Regions from separate parts of the Mus musculus genome. Here region 1 is linked to region 2. The links are chromatin contacts, called in public promoter capture Hi-C maps. All regions are on one chromosome and are shown on one strand. The core of a region is the stretch at or near the end of the contact, and the rest is flanking DNA. Distances in the headings are between cores, read along the strand shown. Region 1 holds the start of Vps8 (VPS8 CORVET complex subunit). Region 2 overlaps Gm16863 (predicted gene, 16863).

Evidence for each region. Promoter capture Hi-C pulls out the DNA fragments that hold promoters and counts their contacts.
Region 1: a contact with region 2 is called in a promoter capture Hi-C map of the SN4741 cell line, with 2.1 times the contacts expected there. The contact joins the promoter of Vps8 here to the enhancer-like site in region 2. A contact is called at or near these places in 3 of 39 promoter capture datasets (the SN4741 cell line, cranial neural crest and stem cell-derived epiblast-like cells), 2 of 115 datasets of contacts at active chromatin or transcription factors (bone marrow-derived macrophages and pancreatic cancer cells) and 1 of 9 other capture datasets (adipose tissue).

The regions. Positions count from the first base shown.
Region 1 is chr16:21,418,995-21,425,422 of GRCm38.p6, forward strand. Vps8 (VPS8 CORVET complex subunit) reads left to right here and starts at 4,124. Exons shown (of 47, transcript NM_001285893.1): 1 at 4,124-4,231.
Region 2 is chr16:21,269,680-21,277,129 of GRCm38.p6, forward strand. The region is part of intron 3 of Gm16863 (predicted gene, 16863); the gene reads right to left. Among named protein-coding and RNA genes, the nearest start is that of Mir7680, 17 kb to the left of the region's middle. Within about 2 kb of position 4,757, at least 43 of the 459 cell types and tissues checked have an H3K27ac peak or open chromatin away from gene starts, as enhancers often do.

The sequences.
Region 1 (6,428 bases), core at 2,874-5,373, 150 kb after region 2:
TCTAGACCACAGTAAAGCAAGCACTGAACTAGTGAGTCACAGCTTTCTGGTTTCTAAGTGTGTGTAAAAGTTACATTTACATTGTTCTGTAGTATAGTCAGTATTCAACGGCATCATAAAAAGACAGTGTACGTAGATCAATTAGATATGCCTTATTGCTAAGAAGTACTAACAACAAAGCAAGCCATCATGGAGAACGGTAATATCTTTGCTGGTGAGGGTCTTGCCTCGAGGTTAATAATGCTGATTCATCAGGGTGTTGTTGCAGGATATTTGATCACATCGTGAACTCCGAGATTGTGAACTGGAAAAACCCATTTCTTGTTGTAGTGTGGCTCAACCCAAGCACATATCTTTAATCCAAGAGCTTTCTGTAAACAGGATTAAATAAAGTCAACCAAGGGTCAAGAGGCAGAGCAAGTAACCAGTTGACAGAGAGCGAACATAGAAGGCCCAGGAAAGAGGAAGGAGGCCTTTGGGTTGAAGGGTGTTTAAGACAGTGTGGAGAGAAGGAGGGAGATTTTTCCTTCTGGGATGTCTGTGAAGTAGGAAGTTCAGCTGGGTGCTTTCTCTGCCTCTCTGAGCTAGCAGGCTCTCACCACAGTGTCTGGCTCTTGAGTCTTCATTTGGTAAATTGAGCATTTGGGATTTTGTCTTAAAAACAACAGGGTGGGGCTGGAGAGATGGCTCAGAAGTTAAGAGCACTAACTGCTCTCCCGAAGGTCCTGAGTTCAAATCCCAGCAACCACATGGTGGCTCACAACCATCCGTAATAAGATCTGACACCCTCTTCTGGTGCATCTGAGGACAGCTACAGTGTACTTAGATATAATAATAAATAAATCTTAAAGAAAAAAACCCCAAAAAACAACATGGTGTAGTTGCTGAACATTCGGGTGTCTGTGGAAATTTCCTAAAGTCAGTGGCTCTTCATCAATGGGAGAGTTCTCTTAGCATGGGGTGCTTTTTCAATGACATTTTACCCACTGTAGAAATGCTTTCATATTTGGAGCCCTCTTTCTCCACTCCACTTTTCACTTACATTTATATTCCAGATTCTTTCTCATCCAACTATGTTCACAGAATCCCCACCAGAAGTAGATTCTGCCTCAAGAAACTGGGTTTTCCCCATTCACAGAAATCAGTTCCTCATGTGTTGAGGTTTTATGATGAAATCAATTAAGCTGTACCTTCAAACTTCACTTCTCAGGCTGTCTCTAGAATACCTGTAATTATTTTATCTCTGAAGCGACCATGTCACCCATTGACTTCAAAATGTCTGGTCAAGTTGGTATTCTGACCTCCTCTTATAAATCACAAATGCTCTTAACGGCACCCACAGTAGCTAGCTTCTCTTGACGGTTTTCAATTTGCTTTGCACAGATCCATCAGAAGAATCAATATTTATGGCAGCTACTGCTTTATAAAACGTATGGCCTTGGTTTTCAGTGATGGGGACCACAGTCAAGCATTGTGTCACTATGCTAACCCCCCAGCTCCACAGAACATATTTCCTACTATTTATACAGATTTTTACAGTTTCATTTGTTATTTGTGTATATGTGATGCATATGTGCGGGACGCCACAGCTCAGTGCACATGTGCGAGTCAGAGGACTACTCTTTCTACCATGTGGGCGCCAGGGCTCAAGCTCAGGTCACTAGGAGCAGTCTTGCAAGCTCCAGATTTCTTAAATATTAATACTTTCCAGCCATAATGGCCTACATTTAATCCCAGTTCTAGGCCAGCCTGGGTTAGAGTGAGACCCTGTCTCAAAATAAAACAAAACCAATACAAGACAAAAACAAAACCCTGGCTGGAGAGATGGCTCCACGGTTAAAAGCACTTGCAGGGGACACAGGTTCTGAGCCCAGCACCCACATGGTAGTTCACAAACATCTTCCAGGCCTCTGAGGGCATCAGGCATGCACATGGTGGACATACATAGATGCAGGTAAACATCCACATAGATAAAATATTTTTTTTTTTTTTTTTTTTTTTTTTTTGCCACAGGGTTTCTCTCTGTAGTCCTGGCTATCCTGGAACTCACTTGATAGACCAGGCTGGCCTTGAACTCATGGAGATCCACCTGCCTCTGACTCCCCAGTGCCGGGATGGATTAAAGACCTGTGCCACCACTGTTCTGCTGGATAAAATAAAATTTACGACATCTTTAAGAAGTCATTCCGGGTGGTGGCGCACGCCTTTAATCTTAGCACTTGGGAGGCAGAGCCAGGCAGATTTCTGAGTTCCAGGCCAGCCTGGTCTACAGAGTGAGTTCCAGGACAGCCAGAGATATGCAGAGAAACCCTGTCTCGAAAAACTAAAAAGAAAAGAAGTCATGAATCTGGGAAAGGGACTGGTGGGAGTAGTTAGAAAATACATTAAGTAAAAAGTAAAGGTTTTACTGTTATCTCTCTTCCAAATCAAACCAAGAATGATACAATGTAACTATTAAAAAATTAATTTGAGTAGGCCAAAAAGAGGGCTATGGGTATGGGTTTTTATTTTAAAACATTTCCTGAGTTTTCCAAGCTTTCTATAACAAGCATACACTATTTCTATTTTTAGTTAAGTAGCACTGTTCAGGCAAGCCTGTGGCCTGCTCCGTGTTGTCAACAAGGGATATGAGAGGCGGTCACGGGAAGGGATTTCTCAGGTATCTCGAGTTGAAATCTGCTCTTCTACAACATCCACCCACAAGACTTGGCTTTGCTTTCTGAAGTTCTCTAGAATAAGTGTGTGACGACTGTAAAACATTTTGAAAATGTCAATTAACAATCTTCCCATTTTTCATGTCCTATAGCCCCATTCCCCAATGTGTCAGCTGAATTCCGTTCTTCCCAGAACTTTAACAATTCTCTGTCACTCAGGGCTCAGGGTTCTGGTGTCACCATTCTGTCTAACCTACTTTAGACGGGTCTCTCTCTCTCTCTCTCTCTCTCTCTCTCTCTCTCTCTCTCTCTCTCTCTCTTTCTCTGTGTGTGTGTGTCTCATACACACACACTCACACACACAGAGTCATGGCTGAAATGTGTTTCTGTGAGTGATTATTAAAGATGTTTGGAAGCCACTGCCTGTACCCTAGCCACATCAGGCTAGCAACTTGTCCCTAAACTCACCTTGGCTTGTAACTAATCCCACTGTTCCCTCAGTTAGGCAGTCTCTCTGGCTCCTGCCTACAGAAGTCTCCTCACTCCCTGCTCCCCCCCCTTTTTTTTAGCTAAGGTGTTGATTATTTTCCTTCATCCGTGACCCTAAAAATGACAGCCCTATAGTTTCTTTATGTCACTGTGATCAGCTGGCCTTTACTGACAGTCCTAATGTACTTACAGGACAGACCTACAGTGAGCCTGGTTGATACTCAATGTAACTCCTCCTGAGGTATCTTCCCACACTCTCCCTCCTCATTTCTCCCTCACAGACAAGTCCAACAACTATGTTATCTGCCTCCTTGGGTTAATGATACCATATAGTGGCAATTGTAAACGCCAAACTATCCTGAAATAGCTTTTTCCAGTAGCATATTAGGGAAAAAAAAGATGCCTTCTCTATTTAATAATGTGACCCACTCTATTATTTTTTGATGGAACAATGACAACTAAAAATGATAATTTGGAAAAGAAGTTTTCAGTATCCATCCTTATTTGCAAAAACAATGTTTCCCCTTCCCCCCAAAATTACCCACCAAAACCCAGCAATTCTGTGTTCACCTTTCAAAAGAAAACGAATTAGTGGACACTACCAAATCCAACGAAACGAATTCCATATCCACTCCTAACCCTGCACTGTGTATCCATCCATCCATTTATCTATTTGTCGAATCTGAGACAGGTCTGTGTCGGTATCCCAGACTAGTTTGAACTCAATATGCTCCTTCTGCCTCAGGCTCCTGCGCGCCTGATGGCTGGACGATCCTTGACACCTCGTTTTGGGGTGAGTTTATGGAAGTTCAGGTGAGCTGATTGAAAGGGACGTTCCTTTTAATCTGAGGACCTCTATTTGCTAGACTCCTCCGGCTCAGATGCCAGGGCTCCTTGAGCGTCCCTGGAGGCCGGACAGAGTCTCCCTTTAAGGAGGGCGTGACGCAGAGGCTCGCACCGCCCAGTGCAGGGCGTCTCTGGGGAAGAGAGCGGAAGCGCGCCCGCCAGCTGCCGAGACTGCGCGTGCGTGGGCTGGCCTCCGCGGGGTCACGTGTGCTGGGGTCCCGTCAAGGCAGACGCCGGCTCAGGTAACACGTATTCCGAACGGGTGGGGCGGGGCGGCGGGTGCGGGCCGGCGCGGCAGGGGTGCGCAGACGGAGCTGCGCCCCAGTGGCTCCCGCAGACCCTGTGGCCACCGCGGGCTGGCTCAGGAGTCTGACTTCGCACTAGGTTAGCAGTTTCCACCCGGGTCCGGCCGCCTGCGGGGATACCGGACTGGCGCGCTCACGCCCGGACTGCGGCCGGGAGGTGGGTGCTGTCCCTCCCACGCCCGCCGCACGGCGTGGAGGTTCTCACCCGGTCCGACTGACGTGCAGCCCGTGCTGCCGCTTCCTCCTCGCCTCCTGCCAGGTGTGCCCCAATCCGAGGGCCGCAAGGTGGGGGGCACCCCTGTGCCTTGGCTTGTTGTCTAGGTGTGGCACTCGGGGGACAGAGGCACGCGGCAATCCAGAGTTTGGGTGTACTAAGTGGACATGTTTCAATGGAAGGATTGTACTGGCTTATCCGGAGTAGCTGCTGGAGCCTTCTCATAAGTAGGCGGGGCTCTATTTGCCAGAATGCTTGTTACTGTACTGCCCACTCTACTGGACACCCCACCCCCTAACCCCCCCCAAAAAGCCCAAGTAACGTAAGCACAGATGTTGGCTAGTGCCGCTAACTCTGTTCCAGGTGTCTCTGTTTGGGAGAAAATTGCACATCGTTGTGTGTGGGTTTATGTTACACTTCTGTGTTTGAAGTGCTTCCAATATAGATTGAGGATGGGGGAACCCACATGTGTTTAAGTCATGGGTTTGCTCACGTTGACATCTAAGCAGAAAAGTATTGACTCCTCTAGCACTAGCTGACCTGGTCTGTAGAATACACAATAAAGATAAATGGAGCAGTTTTGTTTGAACTGTTGAGCCTTGTATGCGGGAAGTGACTGAGTTATGTGAGAAAATTCTTTACAGACCTCTAACAGAATAAGGTGCTGATTTTTTTTTCTTTATATGTTTCTTTTGTAATTGGACTGTTGGCAGTCGTTGAGTGCATTCTGTCTTCCAGAATTTGGGGGTTTCTTAGTGACTCTTAGTGTTATCCCCACTAGTCCATAAACATTTTAGCCATTGGGATAGGAGAAGTAAGGCCCTAGAGCTGGAGTTACGAGCTGTTGTGAGCTACCCCGTGTTGGTGCTGGGAACCAAACTCTGGCCCTATATAAGAGCAGTATACCTTTTTAATCGCTGAGCCATCTCTCCCACCCCTCTATTTTGAGACAGGACCTATTGCTCAAGGCACAGCCTGCTGATTCAGCTAGATGAGCTAATAAGCCTTCGGGGCCATGTCTCCATCTCTCCCTCCTTTCCAGGTTTACAGGCTCTTACCACCATGCTCAGCTTTGTAAGTGTAGGCTTTGGGGTATCAAACTCAGGTTCTCATATTTGTGCCTCAAACACTTTACTGACTAAGCCTTGAGAGGCACACATGTGGCAGTAAGAGCACAACTTTGTGAAGTCCTCTTCTTTTTGTCCCTAGGGCCAGGAGTCTGCTTATCTCCACCTCCCTAGTGCTGGGATTACAAAAGTGGGCCGCAATTGGCCTGGCTTTTTTTGTGTGTTCTGGGGACTTAATGACAGATGCCATCAAATCACTATACTTTTGTGCTTGCAGGGCTGACAGTGTGCTGACTGAACTGTCTTCTCAATTCAGTAAGGCCTTTTTTCCCCTCCTCGAGACAAGGTTTCTTTGTGTAGCCTTGGTTGTCCAGTACACCAGGCTGTCCTTGAATTCCCAGAGATCCACTTGTTTTTGCCTCCTGAGTGCTAGGATTAAAGGCGTATTCCATTGCCAACCGGCCAGTGTGGCCTTTTGGACTTAAATGAGATATGTTAAACTTTTGTTTAATAGGTTTCATATTCCCAGTATATTCATGAGGTCATTCATGAGTTACCATTTGGGCTACCTTCCTGTATATAGATGGCCATCCTAAGTACATCTTCTGATCAAGTCAGCAACCATAGGTTTCTCTTGGATTTCTGTCTTAGACTTACACTGATAACATTGGTGATAATTACATGTTTTAAAGTTAGGCCTTTTTCTGTTAACAAGTGTCAGGAAATCAGTTCAAATGCACTTAAAACGAAAGAGATTTATTGGTTTACACACCTGGGAAGGGATTGGGTATCATTACATAAATAAATGATTCTGGGTTCCTTTCTCCATCTTACAAAGGACCTCCGGCATCTT
Region 2 (7,450 bases), core at 3,507-6,006:
CCTGCAGCCTCCTTGTGATCTTTAGCTTGCTCTGTACCAGGGAGGCCTGGTGACAGCAGGTGGCTGGGCAGCATTTACAGAGCGCCCCCAGTGTCACAGATGTCCTTAGTCGACGTAGCAAAGATTGGGCTGACGTGGGCATCCCCAGCAGGCAGGCCAGGGTCAAGGGAAAGGGCTAACGGAAGAGCAGCACTGGGTTGAGGGCTGGGGGAGGAGCAGCAGTTTGGACCAGTGTGCACAATGTTGATTCTAGCCTGAACAGCACAGAGCGCCTGGGTTTTCATCAGTTCCTTAGTGAAGAGGAAACTGGAAATTAATATTAAAATCCCTCTGAGCGGTGTCCATAGTTTCCATATGCAATCATGCTTGGCTTTCGCTAAGTAGTAAAATGTTTATAATTTTCCTTCCAAGGTTGAGTTTAGTCATTCTCAACGAACCATTTAGTTGGCCTCATAAAGTCCTGCATTAAAGAACTCCTGTAGGTGATGCTGTAGATAGATGGGTACCAGGGCCCTGTGGACTCTGCTAGCCGCTGATGTCAAGGCTGGGGGTGCAGACTGGGGAAATTCCAGGAGAAAAACATCCTCTCATATAACTGCTGTGATAGGGCAAGGTTGCTACATCCTCCTAGAGCGCCAGCTTGACAGAAAGATCAAAGTGTATTCTAAGGGCCTTCTGTGGCATCGTGATAACTGTAATAAGAGGGTGTCCCTTTGCCCCATCACACATTTTCTGGAAACTAAGGCATGGCTGAACAGCCAGCAATCTCCTGGAGGGGAGGTGACCGGTGAGGCTCACTCTAGCAGCCGCCTCCGGAGAGTTCCTTTGTTCTGCTTGGGAACGTGGAGACAGCTATCGAGCAACCTGGTGGGTCTCCACAGCTTACTCCATCAACCCGCTACTCTGAGGCTGAGACGGGAGGACTGCAAAACCAAAGCAGCCTAATGACTCTGACACCCAGAAGCTGGGCAGTTTACTGATACAGTATCAGAATAAAAACTTGAAGGAAAAAAAAGCTGGAAGTGCATAGCTCAGTAGTGGAATCCCAGCATGGGAGAGGTCCTGTCTTATCCTCAGTACTGAGAATAAACCGATGAATTCTTCAGAGCTACTCTTGGTGGCACATGGTTGTAATCCCAGGGCCTGGGAGGCTGAGGCAGGAGGATTACTACAATTTGAGCCCAGACTACATTTGAGACAAAGTATCACAAAACAAAGAAACAAATGAAAATAGCAACTTGCTAGTCTTTGCCCTGTTTGCTGGAGCTAGAGACAGGTAAAACTGCCGAGCTTACCATAGTCTCCTGGCCTGATCTCATACTTGTATCTCTCACACATGATCACAAGGTCACACACGGTCATACAGGTATACAGTGCACATACTTACAGAGATGCATATGCATATTTCTACCTGTTTATAGACGACATTTCTTTTACACCTCCCCCCACCCCACTCCAGATGCATAGACCCATTCACAACTACTCAGAGACAGGACGGTGAGGTGGCTTGGCGGGTAAAGACGTTTGATACTAAGCATGATGACCTGAGTTCAATTCCTAGAAGCACATGGTAGACGGGAACTGACTGCCACAAGCTGTTCTCTAATGCACACAGACACACACACACACATGTGCACACGCACAAACACATAAATGCATGCACACAGACACTGTGGCACCTCCACACACATACAAAATAATAAATAAAGTATAATAACAATAAAAAAGTGAATACTTAGAAGGTCACAAGCAGACCCAGACACATTCAAGCATATTAGCACACGCATGGAAGGTAAAGCCTTGTGTGCAACACTCAGACACTCATTTTCACACTCAGCGTCCTTCCTTAGTTGTCCTTCAGAACCTGCCTCACCTACCATGTCCTCACCAGAGTAACACTCTCACCAAGTCTGCCCCTGTCACCCTGGCCCCTGTTGTCATACATGTCCTGATTGACTGAATGTTGGGCCCCAACCTCCTGCACAACACAGTGTGCTTTTCTCCCCCAGTCTCTGACACACCGAAGGCATGTATGTGCATACAAACTCACAGACTGCTCTGTCACAAGAGGACCAGTCCAACTCCATCCTCCCTCAGCCACTTCAGACTGCCCCCGCTCCTGCCGCCAAACCAGCTTTGGTCTTGCAGACACCCTGTATCTGTCTGTCTCCTGCATCCACCAACAACTTGAGCTATGGCAAGTGGGAGAGGGTGTGAGGCCTGATGGAAGCTGTTATTCTTAGCCCTGTCACTGAACACTTCCCCTCTCCAACTCTTGTCTCTGCCCACCTAGCACCCTCCCGGAGCCAGAGGCCAGCTGATCCCTCCTCTGTGGTGGGCAGTCCAGCAGGAGGGGCGGGAAGAGGCTGCAGCCACTTTGCAGGAGCAGAAAATGGGATTTATTCCCCGCCCCCCTCCTGCTCTGCCTCTAGTGCTCAGGGAACAGCTGCTTGGGGGGGTTGGGGGGGGGAGAATTTGCAATGGAAATACTTGCTGGTCTGAAGCATTTGGTGCCTGCGCCTATCCAGTGTGGGTGTGTTCTTTCTCCCTCCCCTCCCCACCCCTCTCCATTCCTTCCTCCTCCTTGGGTCAGGTACTAGGACTTGACCTAAGGGTTCCATGAATGATCTACCACTGACTTATGTCCCCAGTCCTCCTGACACCTTTTATTCTGACACAGGATTTGACTTCATTCAGGCTAGCCTGGAACTCATTCTATAGCCCAGGCAGTCCTTGAACTTAACCTCCCCAGAAGCTGGGTCTCAGGAGAGCCCACCAGACTCTGTCCTACGCCAGTTTTCTACTCTTCTCTTGCTTTGCAGCGGAAACCATGCTTGGATGAGATGGGCTTGCTTTTGCCTCAGAAACCACTAATGCCTGGGCCTCTTTTGCAACCTGGTTCTCAGGGCTTTCTCCCTTCTCCAGCTGCTAGAAGGGGAGGGAGGGGGCTCTACCTCAGGAAGCCCCTGGTGTTCTAACTCAGCTTGCTTGGAATCTTTCTCTTCCAGCTTCAGACAACCCCCGTGTCTTCCCTGCCCCCACCTTCCCCAGTTCACTTTGCTCTGAAGATGTGCTCCAAGTATCACCCAGAAGGTGACACACCCCGACTCCCCCACTGCCTCACCCTGAAAACCTCTGTGCCTCTCACCCTGGAATGCACTGGCTCCTTCTTTACCTGAGTAAATTCAGAACCTAGACAGGAGTTCCCTAGTACCCGGGAAACCTCCACAGACTCAGCCCTCGTGTGGGCTGCTTTTCATTTCCTCTTTGTTCTTATATTGGCATACTCTCAATCTCCCTTGAGCCCTTGCCTGATAGGACCCTTAATCTGGCATACTGACAGCTGGGAGGGTATTTACCTCACACTCACAAGGCCCTGATTTTGACCCCCAACACTGCATACACCAGGTATGGTGGCACGTGCCTGTGCTCCTAGGACATCCACAGTGGAGGCAGAAGGATGGGCAGCTTCAGGCCATTCATCTTGAGACCCTACCTCAGAAAAGCACGACAAAGTCAAATGGTGAGCAGGCATTATTGTGCCTGGCACTAGGCTCCATTTGTAGGAAGGAGGCTACAAGGTCTGCTGTTGATGTGTTTCTTCATGTCTGTGGTATTCCCCTATCTTTTCTGATAGTGTCAAATTATGTTGAAAGAGAGTTCTACATAAGTACCTTTAAGAAAAACGAATGCTTGCCAGGCCAGGTAGGCACCTATAACCTCAGTACTCAAGAGGTAGAGGCCAGAAAATCAGGAGTTCAATGTCATTTTCATCTATGTAAGGGTTCTAGGGCAGCCTGGCCCATGTGAAACTGAAACTGTTGGGGGCACCTAAATGATACTGTCGAGGAGTGGGGGGAGGCCTACATGAAACTGTTGGGGGGGTACCTATATAACTAAGTATTCTTTTAGAAAAACAAGAACTCTCCCAGATGTGACTTGAGAAATCTGGGATAAGCAGAAAGATCATTGCTTTATCAAGACAGATGTCCTTCAGAACTTCAGCCTTAAATGAGTAAAATGGGTGCCTCCCTCAAAAGCTTAACCCTGCAGGATCCAGGGTTGCCCCAAGGGTAGCCACAGTAGCCACCAGGAGGCCTAGGACAGGGACCTGAAGGTAGAACACACAGAGGGAGACCCACACTTTTGAAGCCCAGTGGCTATTGGCTGCAGAAGAGCTTCCTAATAGGAAACTCTAGCCTCGGCGGAGAGAGGAGCATTGGTGGCCCTGCCCTCTACAAGGACAGAGGTCCTATAGAATATAGATCTAAAAGCTAAGCTCACTAACCCAGCTCATTGTCATATCTCCCAACACAGAGAGCCCATTAGAAGGTCCTGCTGTGTGGCCTAGGTGCCCCTTACTTCATGCCTGGCCCACTCAACTGTTTAGGAGATTAAAACACACACACACACACACACACACACACACACACACTCCTGAGTCTGAAATGCCACACAACACTCAGACAAAGACCCCTTTCTGTGGTGTTCCACCCCCTCCCACACCTCTCTCCTCTCCCCACCCCCACCCCCTTCCTTACTGCAGGCTAAATTGGCAGTGGGAAGGTTTTGAGTCAACAAATGCAGTAGGGTGGGGAAGGGAGCCCTGAAGGGGATTCCTGTCTGGGAAACATTTGCTGACAGCAGTTACTATGACCAGGAGGGCCCCGCAGCAGCCAGGCACACAGCCCCTGCCTGCCCCCTGCCTCTCCTAATTGCAACGCTCCCCCAGCCAGCTCCTATTCTGTCATTTGCACACTAAACAAGCTGTGGACACCTGCCATGTGTCCAGCACCTGCCTGCCCTTGCTCTGTTTACTCTCTCAATCCATCCTCACAAGGGCCTAAGTTAGCATCTCCATTCCTTATAACAAAAGAGAAAGCTGAAAGCCATCCACTAAAGTGACTCTCCCAAAGTCGCACGGCTAAAAGGCAAAGCTGGAATTTGAGCTGTGGCACACATTGTCCTGATGACTCCAGCAGCAGAGCTCCTGAAGCAGAGCCCCAGGCCAGCCTGGGCTTGAGACCCTGTCTCAAAAATGATAGAAATCGATCAACCAACCCCTTAAAAGTCCAGATGGCTGCGTGTGTAGATTCTGTCCGGTGATGGGACACCAGGACAGCTGATGAGTGTCACAAAAGCACAGACTGCACCACTGTAGAGATACAATCAGAGCATCTAAAAGATTTATTTGTTTTTAGTTTAGGAGTATGAATGTTTTGCTTGCATGTATGTCTGTACACCATGTTCATGTCTGGTGACCAAGGGGACATAAGATCTCCTGAACTGGAGTTACATACAGTTGGAAGCCATGAGCCGTCAGTACCCTTCAAGGAGGAACCACCTCTCCAGCTCCATAAGCAATTAAAACAAAACCCAAACAGACAGAAACCTTGAACCTAGTGCTTCACAGCCAGTGTTCTTCATACACCTGTGCCACTACTATCAGGCCTTTGAAAGGAGGCAAAGTTTCAAAGTGGTGAAGGTTCAAGAAGAGAGTGCTTCTCCAGTTGGAAGCATCTGTGTCTGGATTCTATATCCCAGACAGTGGACATTCACTGAGTGCCTCCTGTGTGTCAGGCTCCATGTGAGGACATTTGCTGAATGCCTACTGTATGTCAGGCTCCATGTGAGGGCATTTGCTGAATGCCTACTGTGTGTCAGGCTCCATGTGAGGACATTTGCTGAGTGCCTCCTGTGTGTCAGGCTCCATGGGAGGACATTTGCTGAATGCCTACTGTGTGTCAGGTTCCATGTGAGAACATTTGCTGAATGCCTACTATGTGTCAGGCTCCATGTGAGGCGCACTGGATACAAAGATCTCTCTTTAGTTGATGTACTGGCTAGTTTTGTGTCAACTTGGCACAGCTGGAGTTATCACAGAGAAAGGAGCTTCAGTTGAGGAAATGCCTCCATGAGATCCAACTGTAAGGCATTTTCTCAATTAGTGATCAAGGGGGAAAGGCCCCTTGTGGGTGGGACCATCTCTGGGCTGGTAGTCTTGGGTTCTATAAGAGAGCAGGCTGAGCAAGCCAGGAGAAGCAAGCCAGTAAAGAACATCCCTCCGTGGCCTCTGCACCAGCTCCTACTTCCTGACCTGCCTGAGTTCCAGTCCTGCATCCTTGGGTGATCAACAGCAGTATGGAAATGTAAGCCGAATAAACCCTTTCCTCCCCAACTTGCTTCTTGGTCATAATGCTTTGTCCAGGAATAGAAACCCTGACTAAGACAGTTGAGATTTAAATTAAACATAGGGAGTCACCATGTGCTGCAGATTACATGTGGGACAGGGTCCCTAAGTATGAAAAGCAAAACAATAGGACATCTATAGGACCCCCAAAGATGTCCATGACCTTGGGATATAGAAGAAATATATATGTATATACACACATACATATTAGTCTTTTTAGTTTTATTATGAATATGTATAGCTTGTATGTCTGTTTATGCACTGAGAAGGCCAGGAGAGGGCGTTAGAGCCCCTGGAACTAGAGTTACAGGTGGTTGTAAGCCACCATGTGGGTGCTGGGAACTGAACCAGGGTCCTCTGCAGGAGTAGCAAGCAGAATGCAGCAAGGGCTCTTATCTGATCAGCCATCCCTTCAGCCCCAAGAAGGAATTCTTAAGACACAGAAAGAGCATACAGTAAAATTCAGATAATTTGCTCTTAAAAAAAAAAGCCAAAAGAATCCAAAACAAAACAAAAATAAACAGTCCATAAGGAAGGGACTGTGCCATGTACTCAGACAATGAGAAGTCCTCATCCCCAGAGTGTGCTAAAAACTCTGACAAGTGCGTGTGACAGACAGACAGTACAATTGGGGGGCGGGGGAGGGCAAATGGAGATGTACCAGAAAGCAGGGGATTTGTTAGGAATCCGTGAAAACTCCAATGACCAACATCCTAGGTAGATCAGCAAAAATAAAAAGTCTGATAAAATCAAGTGCTGGGGAAGATGTGGGAAGAACTCAAGCAGCTCTTTGCAAGCAGCTGCCAGCACTGAGGTACTGAGGTACTGCCATGCACATGTGCCCCAGACACAAGGGCAAGTGCAGGAATATTCTGCACAGGCATTGTTGACGGACTTTGCATCTGAAACAGACAAATATCCAACAGCTACAGACTGGGGGAACTGAGAAAGGGGCATCCGAGTGAGGAGGGTAGCTTATTCTGCCAGAGGGGCTGGGCTGGGGCTGGGGGTGCATCCTAGAGGGAAGGTTCAGCAGGATATCCAAAAGGCAGGCAAGGACAGGGATGGAGATGTTGACTATGCAGCCACATGGGCCACCATTAGAAGTCTAGCTCAGGTCCCAAAGTGGAGGATAGTTAGAAGAAGGTAGACCGAGGAGGCCAGGTGGAGGCCATTGCAGAAGATGGAAGGGACCGGAAAGGAGTGCAGTATAGTCAGAGAGATGGGGCGGGCCGGAAAGACAGCTCGGATGCACAGCCC